Linked DNA regions of Ovis aries: region 2 is linked to region 1. Evidence: chromatin contacts called from public Hi-C data. All regions are on one chromosome and are shown on one strand. The core of a region is the stretch at or near the end of the contact, and the rest is flanking DNA. Distances in the headings are between cores, read along the strand shown.

Region 1 (6,591 bases), core at 2,060-4,559:
CAGCTATCTATTCACTACTACTCGGTAGCAAACTCTCCCCAAACTTAATGACTTACAACATCAACATTTAGTTTGCTCATGAATCTGCTACTTAGGCAGTGCTTGGCAGGGACAGCTTGTCTGCTCCACTCAGTGTCAGCTGGGTAGCTTAAAGGGTCATGCCACTTGGCATGGACTAGGGTGGATCAAAGGAATCATTTGAAGGCTCACTCTTTCACGTAACTGGTGGCTGGTGCTGGCTGTCAGCTGGGACATTAGCTGGAACATCAGACTGTTGGCTGGAATACTACCTTGGCCTCTTCATGTGGCCTGGGCTTCCTTACAACATGGTGGCTGGATTCCAAGGATGACCATCCCAGGAGAGAAACAGAGTCAGATGGATGTCATATCACCTTCTATGACCTAGACTAGGAAGCCTGCAGTATCACTTGGGCCACATTCTATTCATGGAGGTGTAGTCACAAAGGCTAGACTTGGTTCAAGTGGAAGAAGACTCCTACCCTTAAAAGCAGCTAGTGGTAAGGTTTTAGGAGGGCATGTGAGACCAGAAATATTGCTGTTGCCATTTTTTGGAAAATACGATATGCCACAGAACCCAAGGAGTAAGAAGCCACTGCTTCCGGGAGAGATGAAAAAGTTGGACCGAGTTCAAATTCCTTCAATTCATTCATATAACTAATATTTATTGAGCACCTCCTTCACTCCAGGCTCAGTTTCAGATGCTGGGGATACAAGATGGACAAAAATTCCAGTCCTTATGGAGATTACATGGTAGTGGGGAAGACTGATAATAAACAAACAGGAGCCTACTATATCAGGCAATGCTAAGCATGAATGATGGTCAGCAATGGAAAATGCAGAATGGAAGGAGGATAGAGGTTGGAGCCTGGATTTTCAGATTTTCCCCAGAGGGTGGAGGGTCTGCAGACTACAGGGAGGAGCAATAGTTTCTAGCCATTCCTTTGAATGCTGTATCCCAGTCTGGCTTCCCAGGTGGCTAGTGGTGAAGAATTCACCTGCCAATGCTGGAGACACAAGAGACACAGGTTGGATCCCGGGTGGGGAAAAGCCCCAAGAGGAAGGCATGGCAATGCACTCCAGTATTCTTGCCTGGAGAATCCCATGGGCAGAGAAATCTGGCGGGGGTTAGTCCATGGGGTCTCAGAGTGGGATACGACTGAGCACACACACAGCCCAGTCACCCAGCTGGCCGGGCCGGATAAACTTCCGCAGGGTGTAACAAAAGGGCCCCCAGGTGTTGAGTCTTCACCCAAGGTCACCAGCTAGTTAGAAATAGTGCAGGAACCAGGCGGGCAAAACTGGGGGCGTGTCTGATCCCGCACACCGCAGGGAACTCTTCGCCCTGTCCAGACCCCGGGCTTCTTGGAGAACGGAACCCCGGGGTGTGTCTAGCCGCCATGGTTCTCTTAGTACAAGAAGCTGAAAGGGCCGAGGAGGAGCGGGTTTGAGCTGGAAAGGGCTCAGGGAGAAAACGCGGGGTTTAATTTGACTCAGCGAACCCTTTCCGGACCAGCGGGTGCAAACCCTCAGAGGTGGCTCTGCCCGTGCCTGGCTCTCCCCCGGGCCTGGGGAGCTCGGAGGAAGCATGGTCTCGGAGGAAGGGTGGAGGGGGCAATCCAGAGTCTGTCCTCCCCCTACATCTTTGCGCCTGCCCGACAAGCTGCCCTGGCTGGAAAGCCACGGGGACTAGGCTGCAGGTGATGTGAGGCTAGGAGGGGATGGAGAGTCCGGGAGGGGCGGGAGGGTGTCCGGGGAGGTGGGGGCAGCCCCCGGGGCGGCGCGCAGAGGCTTCTTGGGGGGCGCGGCGACGGGGGGAGATTGGGGGCCCCCGCGGCATCTCGGACCACAAAGGGCGGGGGAGCTCGGCCAGGCGGTCGCAGCGAGAAGTATTGATCGAGGGGCGGGTGCAGCGAGCGCGCCGAGAGCTGCTCCATCCATTAGGGCCGCTGTTCGCCTCCAATTAGAAAAAAAATCATTACTCAGCAGCCAGCAGCGGCCTGTGCGCCGCCCGGGACCGCCTGCGAGCGAGCGAGCGAGGGAACGGCGGGCCTCCCCCCACCCCCGAGCTCCCCACCCCCAGCTCCCGGCGCCCCGCCTCCCCCGGCCCTAATGACAACTATTAGAACTGCCTCCCCGCACCCACCGCCCGGCGAGCACAAAAGCGCGAGATTCATTTGGTAATCGGGGTAATTACAGCGGGGCGCGGGGGCGCACGCGGCGATGGCGGGCGCGCCGGCGGAATGCTAAGGGGCTGGGCGCGCCGCCCGTTCCCACCCCTTCGCCCTCCCCGCCCGGCCCCTCGCCCGATAGGCGCCCGGGGCCACGTCTCCTCCGCCCCTGCCCTTACCCCCACCTTCAGCCGTGGGGAGGGGGCTCCCCGGGGGCTCTTGGGCACAGAACCAAAAGCCTCCCCCCGCACCCCGCTCCCTCTGCCACCCCCGGGCCCCGACCATCGCCCTCGGCCACGCGGCCTGCGGCGCTCAGGACAAGATTTGCCACGTCCGGGAGCCAGAGAACCCCTCCGAGGTCCGGACGCATAATAAATGCCGTGTGTAATGTATTTACTCTGCTGCCCCCAGTTAATTTACACACCCGAGCCGCGCCGTGGGCCCTCCCCCCGCGCGCGCCCCGGCCTGTCGCTCCTACTTACAGGCGCGAGGCGCTGTCCCCCGAGAGGGCCTTTTTTTTTTTTTTTTTTTTTGAGAGCTTTAGGATGGATGCAACGTGTCATTAAACCTGAAAGCGGCTGTTACTTATCTGTAATGGTGTTTTCCACAGGCCTTTCTCCTTACCTGCGCTGGGGCCAGGTACCACCTGGGTGGTGGATGGGGATAGGATTGCTCCAAGGCTGGGGTAGGATGGCTAAGCCGAGTGGGATGGCTAAGCCGTCTGTGAGCTCAGCAGGAGGTGGTTGAGGCGTCGCTGGAACACACCCAGCCCCCAAATTGCGGGCGCACAGATGCCGAGGCCCCACTGTCCACAACCCGGGGCAGCCCCGCTTTGGCCCGGTACCAAACAGGGCCTGGGGGAGGGTTCCTCCTCTAGAGCAGCCTAGGCCGGCACTGTGTTAGTGAGCCCCTCAGAAACGCTCAGACGGTGAGGGACAGAGGAGCCTGGCCGCCGCAGCCCAGGAGGTCGCAAGGAGTCGACACACTTGGCGACTGAACAGCAACACAAACGCTTCCCCCTCCTTAGCCTACAAGAACTGCAGCCTCGGGGTTGGCCATTCTTGCAGCGGTAAGGCCCCGTGTGACTGGCACTGGACGGCCCTTATCTGGGGCGAGTTCCCATCTGGCTCTCTGGGAAGCAGGCTGGTCTTCCGCACAGGACTTATCTTGTTGGAAAGCAGAGCTGTGCGCTGGAGGCAGGCCCGGGGAATGGAATGCTCACTCGGCCTTGTGTGTTCTTAATGACCCAGAACAGAGTCCTCCGAGGTGAAAAACAAAACCCTTACCCCCCTCCCTTTAACCCTTCCCTGCCCATCTCGGGTGGGAGATTCCCTTATCCTGCTGTAATGGCACGGAGATTCCTCGCCCATCCAGGGGCTGCCTGGTGGACCTCAGCTCCAGCCGCGCAAAACTGTAGCCTGGTCTCCTACCACTAGGGGTGGGTGGGGTGTTCACCCCCGTTTTGGAGGGTTTGGAGGAGGGAACTGTGATGCCGTGAAAGCCTGGGTGAAATTTTGAGGTGGTAAGCATATATATATATATATATATATATTTTTTTTTTTCTGAGAAGAGGGTTGTTAAAGGGAGCTGAGATTGCCCCAAAGGTTAAGAACCACCTACTGAGCCATTTCACCTTGCTCAGATCTTATCTGAGCCCAACTTCATTATCAGGAAGAATGAGGCTGCTCCACAGTGGTGGTTGTGATTAAAACGATGAGATAATGCTTTAATATTTGTAAACTGTACAGGGTTCTACAAAGATAAATTATTCATGATGCCAAAGATGGCTCTGTGTGTGTGTGTGTTTTGTGCGTGTGTGTGTGCGCATATATTTGTGAATTGGCAGTGCAGGGGGAGTGTGTGTGTGTGGAGGGTCGTTTGGATTACACTCTATTTTAGAGAACTTCTGAACCCCTCATCTCGGTACCTTGGGGGGTAGGGGATGGGTGGCTAGATCTTCCTGCTGCAGCCTCTCTGGTCCTCAGGAGACTCGCAGCCTCTCTTGGGCACATAGTCCTTACTTGCTCAGAGCAGGTACTTAGTACACCTTTGAGGAATAATCAAATCAATGGGTAGCTGCGTGGTCTCAGCTCACCCCACCTCCCTTCTGGACTTGCAAATACGACTGGGACCTTTTCCAACTTGAATGTATTTATCTCGGGGGTAGAGGCCCCTCAGTCGCCGAGTCCTTTCTGACTCCGTGTCTATCTTCGAGGAGCTCAAAGATGAAAACAACCAGAATCTAAGGGTGTTCAGACTTGAGACAGGACAGATAACGGTTGATTCTCTTCGTCCATACACTGAGATGAAAAGGGGGGAAAGTTTGTCTGTGGTCAGGAGACCAGGCTTAGAGCCAGGGCTGTAACCCTGTACCATCCTTGACATATCCTCTTGACTTGGCACAGAAGCACTCTGGCAGCCATGGGAGGGCACTACCCAGGCTTCCCTTCGGTGGAGAAGGTTCTGGAAGGGGTGCTGTTAGCTGACAGCCCCCAACTGCGGCACCTTCAGCATTCACGGCAGCTGAGGGGGCCACAGACCCCACCCGGGGACAGCAGAGAGGGCCACCAGAGCTGGGCCAGACGTGGGATGTCTCTTATGGGCAGTCTTTGCTCTGGGGCTCCCCATTAGCCTGATGGAGATTTTCTCAGAGCTGCACTGTGTTTGAGGTTCTTCTCATCCCATCTTCCTTCCTTTCCCCTGGTTTCTCAGGGATCAGACCTGCGTCTTGGCCTGAAGTCTCTCCCACCTACTCCTGCTCCCTCCTCCTGACCCTTCTGGCACATCACTCCCAATACATATCCTGAACTTGATTCCATCTTGGTATCTGCTACCTAGAGGACCCTAACTGCCACAGGGATGAGCACTCAGACTCTTGTGCCCTCCAGCATTTCAGATGGAACCCTTGTGTGCATAGGGTCACAGAGAGTCAAGGGTGGAGCTGAGAGCTCTGTCACACCTTTGCCCCTGTTGCAGACTGTTGTAGGCATCAGAGCTCTCGCGCGCGTCTCTAAGGCCAGGTGGCACGCTGCCACACTTGGGCGATCATGCTGCCTGTGACTTGTACTCATTCTTCCCAGGCTCCTGGGTACAGTCGGACTCATCTCTGCCCAGGGCCCCTACTGCCAAAAAGGCTGGCTCTACCCATCAGCTCGCAGCTCTTGGAAAGTCAGTCCTCAGGCCAGACTGAACTCTGAGTGAGGCCCAGGACTCTTTTTGAATGGCCACTTTGAGCATGAATCCGATAGTCAAATGCCAACCCTGCACATTTGTACATCAAATCAGAGGCTCACCTAACTGGCTTTCGCCTGATGTCAGGGTGAGCAGGAGTCTGGGCAGCCTTGTTCTTTAGACACATGGAGCAAAATCAGATTGAAAGGAAGGGAATCAGGAGAAAAAGTATCATTGGAAAACAAAAGAACTGCTAGACTCTCTGCCTGCTCCAAGAATGGCAGTCAGCAGCCCAAAGACAGATGAAGTGGAGGGCTGTTTTTTTTTTTTTTTAAGGCGGGGTCAGAGGTCATTAGCTCAGAGAATGTGTTATATTTGACATAAGGAGGGTGGTAAATTTGAGGCCGGGAAGCACTCTCTGGTCTGGGTGAGGCAGTCCACAGATGCTATTACCCAAGAAGAAAGGACAGTCTCCTGTCCTGCCAGCTTTCCCCAGCACCTCTGTCCATCCCTCCACCTTTCTAAAGAGGATACACCTGTGAACTCTCACTTCTGCTGTCACAGGCGGCTCTGAAGTCTTGCGGAACCAAGGCCGGCACCCAGGGACCTGGGTTGTAAAGCTTCGGAGACAGCTAGTGCCACCCACTGCAGGCAGGCTATTTGTTTTGTTTTTCTCCCGGAGTCAGACTGTACATGGTGGTGCCAGGCTGCAGCCCCATGGCCAAAGGCTTGGGGACAGCACCTTTGGTCATAGAGGGGCGGTGGTGTTTGGGTGTCAAGGGATATCTCCAAACCCTGTCAGGGGACCCCCGGGCACTGTGGCTTTCCCTGGTTGTGGGGTGAAGAGACCCAGAGGCCATGGGGGAGAAACTCCAAGAGGGCGTGCTAATCCTGTGGTCTGCATCCACTCCTGCCAGTCCCCCAGACGTCGGTTACAGATGGAAGGATGCAAGGGGGCAGCCAGCCAAACCTGCGGAGAGCTGGGCAAGCTGCCTCGGATTGCGGCGCGTTAGCTCTGAGCGCATCGTCGCCCAGGGCCCTCTAGGTCAAAGGCCCGCTCCTCTAGCCGCACTCAACTTCATCCACTTCTGCAGACTTGTCGGGGCCTTCACTTGGGCCGTGCCCTCAGCCTCAAACACTCTTATCTAACTCCTACCCTTCCTTTCGCTTTCAGCTTAAGCTCCAGAAGTACCGGCAACCCCCACGGTAAACAAAGCCAAACGTTGTCTTT
Region 2 (6,591 bases), core at 1,954-4,453, 300 kb before region 1:
CCGGGTCTGGGTCCTGGGGTGGGCCGAAGGCAGGAGAGGAGGGGAGCCAGGACGCCTCTCCCACTTCCTCCCGTTCCTCTCCTTGCCTTGCCGCTTGATCCCCCCCCCCTTTCCTTCCTGCTTCCCCATCGAAGCCGGGAGGGCCTGGGTCACTCGCGGTGTGGTTTCCCCGCCGCCGAGTCCAGGCAGCGGCGGGGGGCGGGGGTGGGCGAGCTCCCCCGCCCTACGGCCCCCGCCCCTCTCCCGGGGCTCGCAGCACCGCGGCGCTGCGGTGCGCCCCTCCTCGCGTCTTTTTCTAAAGTGCCTGCAGATACAAAAGCGGTTTCGTAATGCCTTCCGTCTGCGAGAGCCGGAGGACCTTGGCTGACCTTTCGGAAACTGATTGCAACTGCCTGTTAACAGCCCGTACTGACCGCACCGAGCGGAGCGGAGGACAATCATTTAAGTGACAGACGGCGAGGTGGCCTCGGCTCAGTCGAGCGGCCTGGTTAAGCCCGCCCCGCCCCTCCCCCCGAGTTCCACCCCCCCCCACCCCAGCCCCGGGCGCACTGCGGGCTGTGGCGGGCGCTCGGGCGGGCGGGGAGGGCGCGTCGCGCGCGCCCGCTCGTGTGTGTGTGAGTGTGTGTGTATGTGCCTGCGATTACCGGCCGACGGGTTAACCCTTAGCCGAGCGGCCGGCCCCTTTGAGGCCGAACGCTGCTGGCTTAATCTGCCATCTGCAAAAGAGGAATAAAAGAGCCGCCTCCGCCGACTTTCCCTAATGGGTAAACTGTCCCCTCTCAGCGTGACCGGGGCTGCGTGCCTGCTGCTGCCGGAGAAAGATCCCGACCCTCGGCTCTTCCGGCACGTCCCTGGGTCCCCCTCCCTGCGCCCCCTCCCTCCTCCTCACACGGACACCAGCACGGGGACAGCGCGAGGGGTCCAAAGGCTCCGAGAGGCTCGCGGTGCAGTGGACGTGGGTGTTCCCGGTGTTTTCTCTTTTGGAAACTGGAGAAAGGTGGGGTGGGGGTGGGACCTCACTGGGAAGGCGAGGTGGGGGAGGGGAGACTGGTGACAGGGCACCTCGGGCTGCGCTCGCTGCCTCTCTCGGGAGAGATCGCCAGCTGCTCTCCAACAGGCAGCGCCCTGAAATCTATTTAAAGAGAGGGAAAGGGGAGGAGAACAAAGGGGGAGGAGGGGGGCGGCGAGCGGAGCCTGGGCGAGAGCGAGCGAGCAGGGAGGATCCGCCGCTCCGCGGGCACATCAAGCGCTCACATCTGTACACTCCGCGATCGATGGGGAGAATGGATAATATTTGTCAGCTGCAGACCTTTCTCTTCCCGGTTCCTGGGGAGGGGAGGGGGCGAGGGAGGGGGAGGGGCGGGCAGACCAGGCGAGAGAGGCCGCCTCAAGGACAGCGCGCTTCCCGTGGCAGCCACACGGAAACCCAGAGCCATGAAAGCCCGGGGATTTTTCTCTTATTATCATTATTAATTATTTTTTATTATTCCACAGCAGCCAGCGAGCGCTCTGCGGCGCCCCTCCCCCGCTCGCCCGCCGCCTCCCTTTGTTGATTCTCAGCTGCGAGCGCGGCGGGCCCGAGCCGCCGCCGCCGCCGCCGCCGCCGCCGAGCACGATCTGCTCTTGCGCCCTCGGTCGCAGCTGCGGCCCAGGAAGCCTGGGCTGCGTCCCCGCCCCCCAGCCCCCCACGGCGCGGCAGCCCCCGCACCCCCTCCTTGCTGCCCGCCACGAGGCCAGCCCAGCCTCTCCGCTGTTCTTCACTGCGGCTCCGCGTCCCCAACGCCGAGCAGAGGCGCTGGCTGCTGCTGTCCCGAGTCTCCGGCCGCGCGGGGGCTTCGCCACCCCCCCCCCCAACTGCGCTGCGGCTCCACTCTGATGCCGCCGTCCTCACACATGGTCTTCATTTCGCAGACCAGCGGCGTGCTTCCTTTCGGCTCCTCTCCTCGGGGCTTTTCGGAGCGGAGAGGGCGGTTTAGAGGAAGTTGGAAACCCTGCGAGCCCAGGGGAAAGGGGGAAAACCCTCGCTCTAGTTCTGAGCTTCCGAGGCGGAGGGGAGCGCCCCGCGGAGGGTGGAGCAGAGCCTGGGTGCCCTCCCCTTCCTTAGGTGCTGGAAGGGCGAAGTGAGGAGTGGCGGTCGGGAGAAGATCCGGAGCTGGAGAGCGAGAGCTCCAGGTCTGCTTTCACTCTGTCCTCTCGCCCGCACGCACCGGCCTGGGCAGATGTGACCCGCCCCCTCGCAACGGCACAGCGGGCCTGGGAGTCGATCCGATTAGTGGTCATCAAATGAGACCAAAGACACCTCAGACAGTCTCCCACCTCCCGCGCGGGGGAGCTCCCTGGGCCTTTGCCCCCTCCTTTCTCCAAGACTGTAAGCCCACAGCCGACGCCCCCCAGGTCTGGGATCCGGGCCCACCGTGGGGATGAGGGGCAAATATGATGCACAAAGTTCTGGTTGGGGTTTACTGGGAGCTTTGCGGCCCCCACCCCGCTGTCCTGCGATTCCGGGCCAGCCTGCGGCGGCGTCCCCGACTGCTCCGCGGTCCTGGGCAGGGCAGGAAGCTGGCACGGCCGCCGGCTGGGCCGGCGCCACTTGGCCGGGCCGGCTGCTCGCTGGAACTCGGGCGGCACGTTCACGCCGAGTCGGGTTCCCGGGTCTCTCGCCCGGTCACCCTGAGCGGCTGTCTTCCCCGCCCCACACTTGTCCGTCGTCTTCCCTCCGGAGTCTCCCTGTCTCCACCCGCCCTCTCAGCTTTTCCCCTCCTCGGTCTGTCTCGGGAGCCCCGTAGCGCAGTCAACCGCCCTTCCCGAGATTCAAAAAGAAGTTTTGTGTTTCCCCGGGGGCAGCAGCCTAATGCTTCCCTTGTTTTCCGGAACAAAGCAGACATTCAGTGGGGAGGGGCAGGCGCTGACTCCTTCCCCTCCCCGCAGCACCCCGCACCCCTGCAGGTTCAGAACGCTTGCTCCCGGGCCCCGCTGGCCTGGGGGTGGGGTGGGGGCCCGGGTTCTCCCGGCTAGACTACAAAAGCTTCACCCCCTGCGCCTCCTCCCCACCCCCTCACCCCCAGCCTCTGCCGGGAGCCCGAGAGAAGGCGACATGGTGTTTGGGTGAGGTTCCCAGCCCGGGCGGGGAGGGCGCGCACGCAGCTGTTTACAGCGTGCCTGCTGCTGGAAGCATACCCGCCGCCGCCTGACAGCATGGGGCACCCGCGCGCTGCCAGCTCAGAGAAGACGCGGAGCGGCGAGCCCTCCGGCACTCGGCCCGAGGCCTCGACAGCCCCGGGGCCAGAGCGCGCGGGGAGGCTCGAGGTCTCCGCGAGTGCGTTCCTCTTCTAGCCCCTTTCCTGCCCCACAGTGGTCTGAATCCATCTGGTAGTGTATCAAAGGTACTGGGGGGAAAGAGCGGAGAGCTCAACGAGGGGCGCTCAAAGCGTTCTTGGCGCCCGGCTTTGGGGCAGTCCTCCCCGCCCCTCGCCGGGGCTTAGTTCTCCGGCCAGAGTGAGCAAACCACGCCACTCTAGCGACTGGGAGATGGTTCTCCCTCCGGATAACTCTCCGCAGTCCCACCTGTCCCTGTCCACCCTGCCCGCCAGACTTCCCTTCGCCCCACCCCCGAGGGGATCGCGGCACTAGCTGTGCCCACGCGCGCCGGGCCTTCTGGTCCGCGCAGCGCTGCCTTCGATCCCGTTCCAGTTCTTCCCCTCTCCCGGGCCTGTGGCCGGCCCCCGGCGCCTCCAGCGCGGCCTGAAACTTGATCCCGTGTCGGAAGGACAGTGTGTAAACACCAGGCGCGCTCCGAGAGCCCGCGGGAGGGGCCGGGCGAGGGCCGCCCGGGCAGCTCCGAGGCCCCGCGCCCCCGCCCGCCTGGTCGCCCCGGGCACGATCGGCGGGGCCGCCGCCTCACTCTCTGCCTTCCCAGTTGGCTCAGCTAATTGGAGCCGCCGCCGCCGCCGCGCTGGCGGCGGCCTCTTGTTGAATTTTCTAGATCGCAACGGTTCGGTCGTGGCTGCTTGCGGCTCCCCTCCCCCTCCCGCAGCTGTTATCTTGGCCGGCAACTTGTTGGTGGCGGCGGCCGTGCCTCCGCTGACCCTGGCCTCAAGCTCGGTGTACACCCCAGTAGTTTGGGGGTGTGTTTCTGAGAGGTGCGGGAGGGAAAGCAGAGTCAGTATAGGAACTGTGAGGCTTTGCCCCTGAATCTGAGGCCCCTTGTTTTGATGAATGCAAATACTATCCAAGGGATTCTGTGACAGAAAGCCATTCTCCTTGCAGTCGTGCACCAGGAGGTAGCGACAGTTCCCGAGGAGCTTCAGGAACAACTCCACTAGCAGCTTCAGTGGGTTCCAGGAAAATGTTCAGAAGGGTGGAGAGGTGGGAGGCCTGAAGATACCCCTCTCCTGCCTCCAAACCCTTTCCAAGTTTGGGACCCAATGTGTAGGTTCTTCATGCCACAGAGGCTGCCTCCACCTTTAGGCGTAGCCCACCAATATGGGACAAGGCCACCATTTTTTGTCTTGATTTGGAGTACCAGGTGGGTCCAAGGGAGAGGTGTCATCCTCAGTGGGTTCTGAGCTTGTATCCTGGGTCCTTGGGTCCTCCCCCCATGGGAGCTGAGCCTCCTTTCCCCCTTGGCCAGCTGGCTTATACCCTGGTCATATGTCCCTGCCCCGTGCGCACGGTGGGGTCTGTAAACCATCAGGTCTGTGTGGGTCTAGAGGAAGCCCAGAGCCTGGCCAATAGCCAAGGTGGGAAGAAATGAGGGAGTTTGGTAGTGCTGAAGGAACCAAGAAGATGTTGCTGACTAGGCTGGAGCAGTTGTTCCATATACAACATCTTCCTTAGAACATCTTTTTCTTCGTATAGAACTTTTGCTGGTGGGTTTCACAGGCCCAGGCCTGACATTGTAAAAAGTGCGTGCACCCCCAGCCCGGAAATGCATAAATATACACAGGCAAACTCCCAGGGGGCCGGTCTGTGAGCCACCACCGAGGGGATCTGCAGCAGCCAGAAAGCGAGTCAGCTTTTCCTGTGATGGTTCTGAGAAGGGCCCCTGTTCCCTCCCTTTGATGGTTTCTCTGACAACTGTTAGGGAACAAAGAGGCAAGGCCACTGGCTCATTAACTGTCATTTTCTAACACCTCTTTCCTTCCCTTGTCACTTTTACCCAAATTGCCACTTTGGGGGTTTTCCTGAGGCGTCCTTTCTATTTATAACCAGAGCAAGGTTTCCAACTCCATCCATATTGATTTAAGCTCTAATAAAAAGGGAATCTATAAAACTGATGTAAGTTGGTATCTAGGATGGCACTTCAGTGGGTCAAGTTCACCTAGTTCTTTGGCATCAAAAAACGTCCAGGCTCTTCCAATCAGATAAGCTAAGTGTGTCTCCCACTGTTAGTTTCTCTTCTCTTTCTGTACTGGATAAAAAAGGAATCTTCTCTCAAAAATGTTTATTCTTCTTCACCCCTTCCCTACCAGTGTGCAAGAACCTTGTTGCTATGTAGGAGAAAGTGTATTTCTGTGTTTTGATAAAGAAGAGAGTAATTTATGTTCCTCTTCAGGCCTGAAAAGATAATTATGCGTCCCGGGGAGCTCCCTCTTCTCCTGGCTAACAGGCAAACCGGATTCTTGTTCTGGATCAGGAGCGCGTTAGTATCTTGCCTCCTTCTCGTCTTCGTCCTGTCACCAGCCGGCCATCACCAGGCCCTTTGGCAGGTCACGTGATTGAGGGTTTCTGTCTTGAAGACTGGTGGTGCCTCAGAAGACCCTGTGACTCCGAGCCTAATTAACATTTCTTTTACTGTACAAAGAATATTCTGAGCCATTGACATCCTCTGGTCCATCTCCCTGAAAGCTTATGCCAGAAGCTCCCTGTGGGGCCTCTGGGCGGTGGGAAGGAGCCATCATGGTGGGAAGTGTTGAGTGCTTGCCTGCACCAAACCAAACCAAAGTGCAAATGGCAACAAAAGGGGCATCTCCATCCACCTGGTAGCTTGCTTGGTAACAAATTCTACCCCACCCCCCTCGCCAGCTAGTAAAGCCTGAGGGCACATAGTTCCTTTGGCCTCCCTCTAGCCTGACCTAGGAATGATGCAGTTAAGTAGATCAGGAAGCTGCGAGGCATCCACTGCTCCTCACTTCCCCTGGCGCTGGGCTCAGCTTGGCTGAACTTGCCGTTCCTGTCTTTTTAGAGGAGCTGGTTGTGTTCCCGAAGCAGGATCGCACTGTGCCGCCTCCCCAGGGGTCCTCAGCTATTGATTTTTAATATCCGTATTCAATATTGTGTATTAAATATTGAATCCATGCACGAGAGGATGTGATGCAAATCACCAGCCGTGCCTGAGACTTTAATAGTTGTTTTATTGCCCGGAAACCACAGTTGGACGCAAGGCATCCTGCAGCCGAGGCTGGGGGTGGGGATGACAGGCAGAGAGGAGAGCTGAGCAGACAAGCAGAGCAGGGCCTCCCAAAGATATAAGCCCTCTGGAATAGCCACTGCTGGAGCCACGGACAGTTCACCCCTGGGCAGGCACTTTGGAGGCCGGCTCACAGGCTGCTACGGAAACAGCAGGAGGCTGCTGGGTGAGACCTGAGCAGA

The links. A called contact is a pair of places that touch in the nucleus more often than the background predicts.
Region 2: a Hi-C map of mixed tissues shows a contact between it and region 1, with 4 times the contacts expected there. The contact joins two enhancer-like sites. A contact is called at or near these places in 4 of 16 Hi-C or Micro-C datasets (hypothalamus, mixed tissues, muscle and 1 more).

The regions. Positions count from the first base shown.
Region 1 is chrX:39,155,704-39,162,294 of ARS-UI_Ramb_v3.0, reverse strand. No RefSeq gene overlaps it. Among named protein-coding and RNA genes, the nearest start is that of TRNAS-GGA, 170 kb to the right of the region's middle. Within about 2 kb of position 3,309, at least 5 of the 54 cell types and tissues checked have an H3K27ac peak or open chromatin away from gene starts, as enhancers often do.
Region 2 is chrX:39,450,728-39,457,318 of ARS-UI_Ramb_v3.0, reverse strand. All of the region lies in intron 1 of BCOR (BCL6 corepressor), which reads left to right. Among named protein-coding and RNA genes, the nearest start is that of BCOR, 24 kb to the left of the region's middle. Within about 2 kb of position 3,203, at least 30 of the 54 cell types and tissues checked have an H3K27ac peak or open chromatin away from gene starts, as enhancers often do.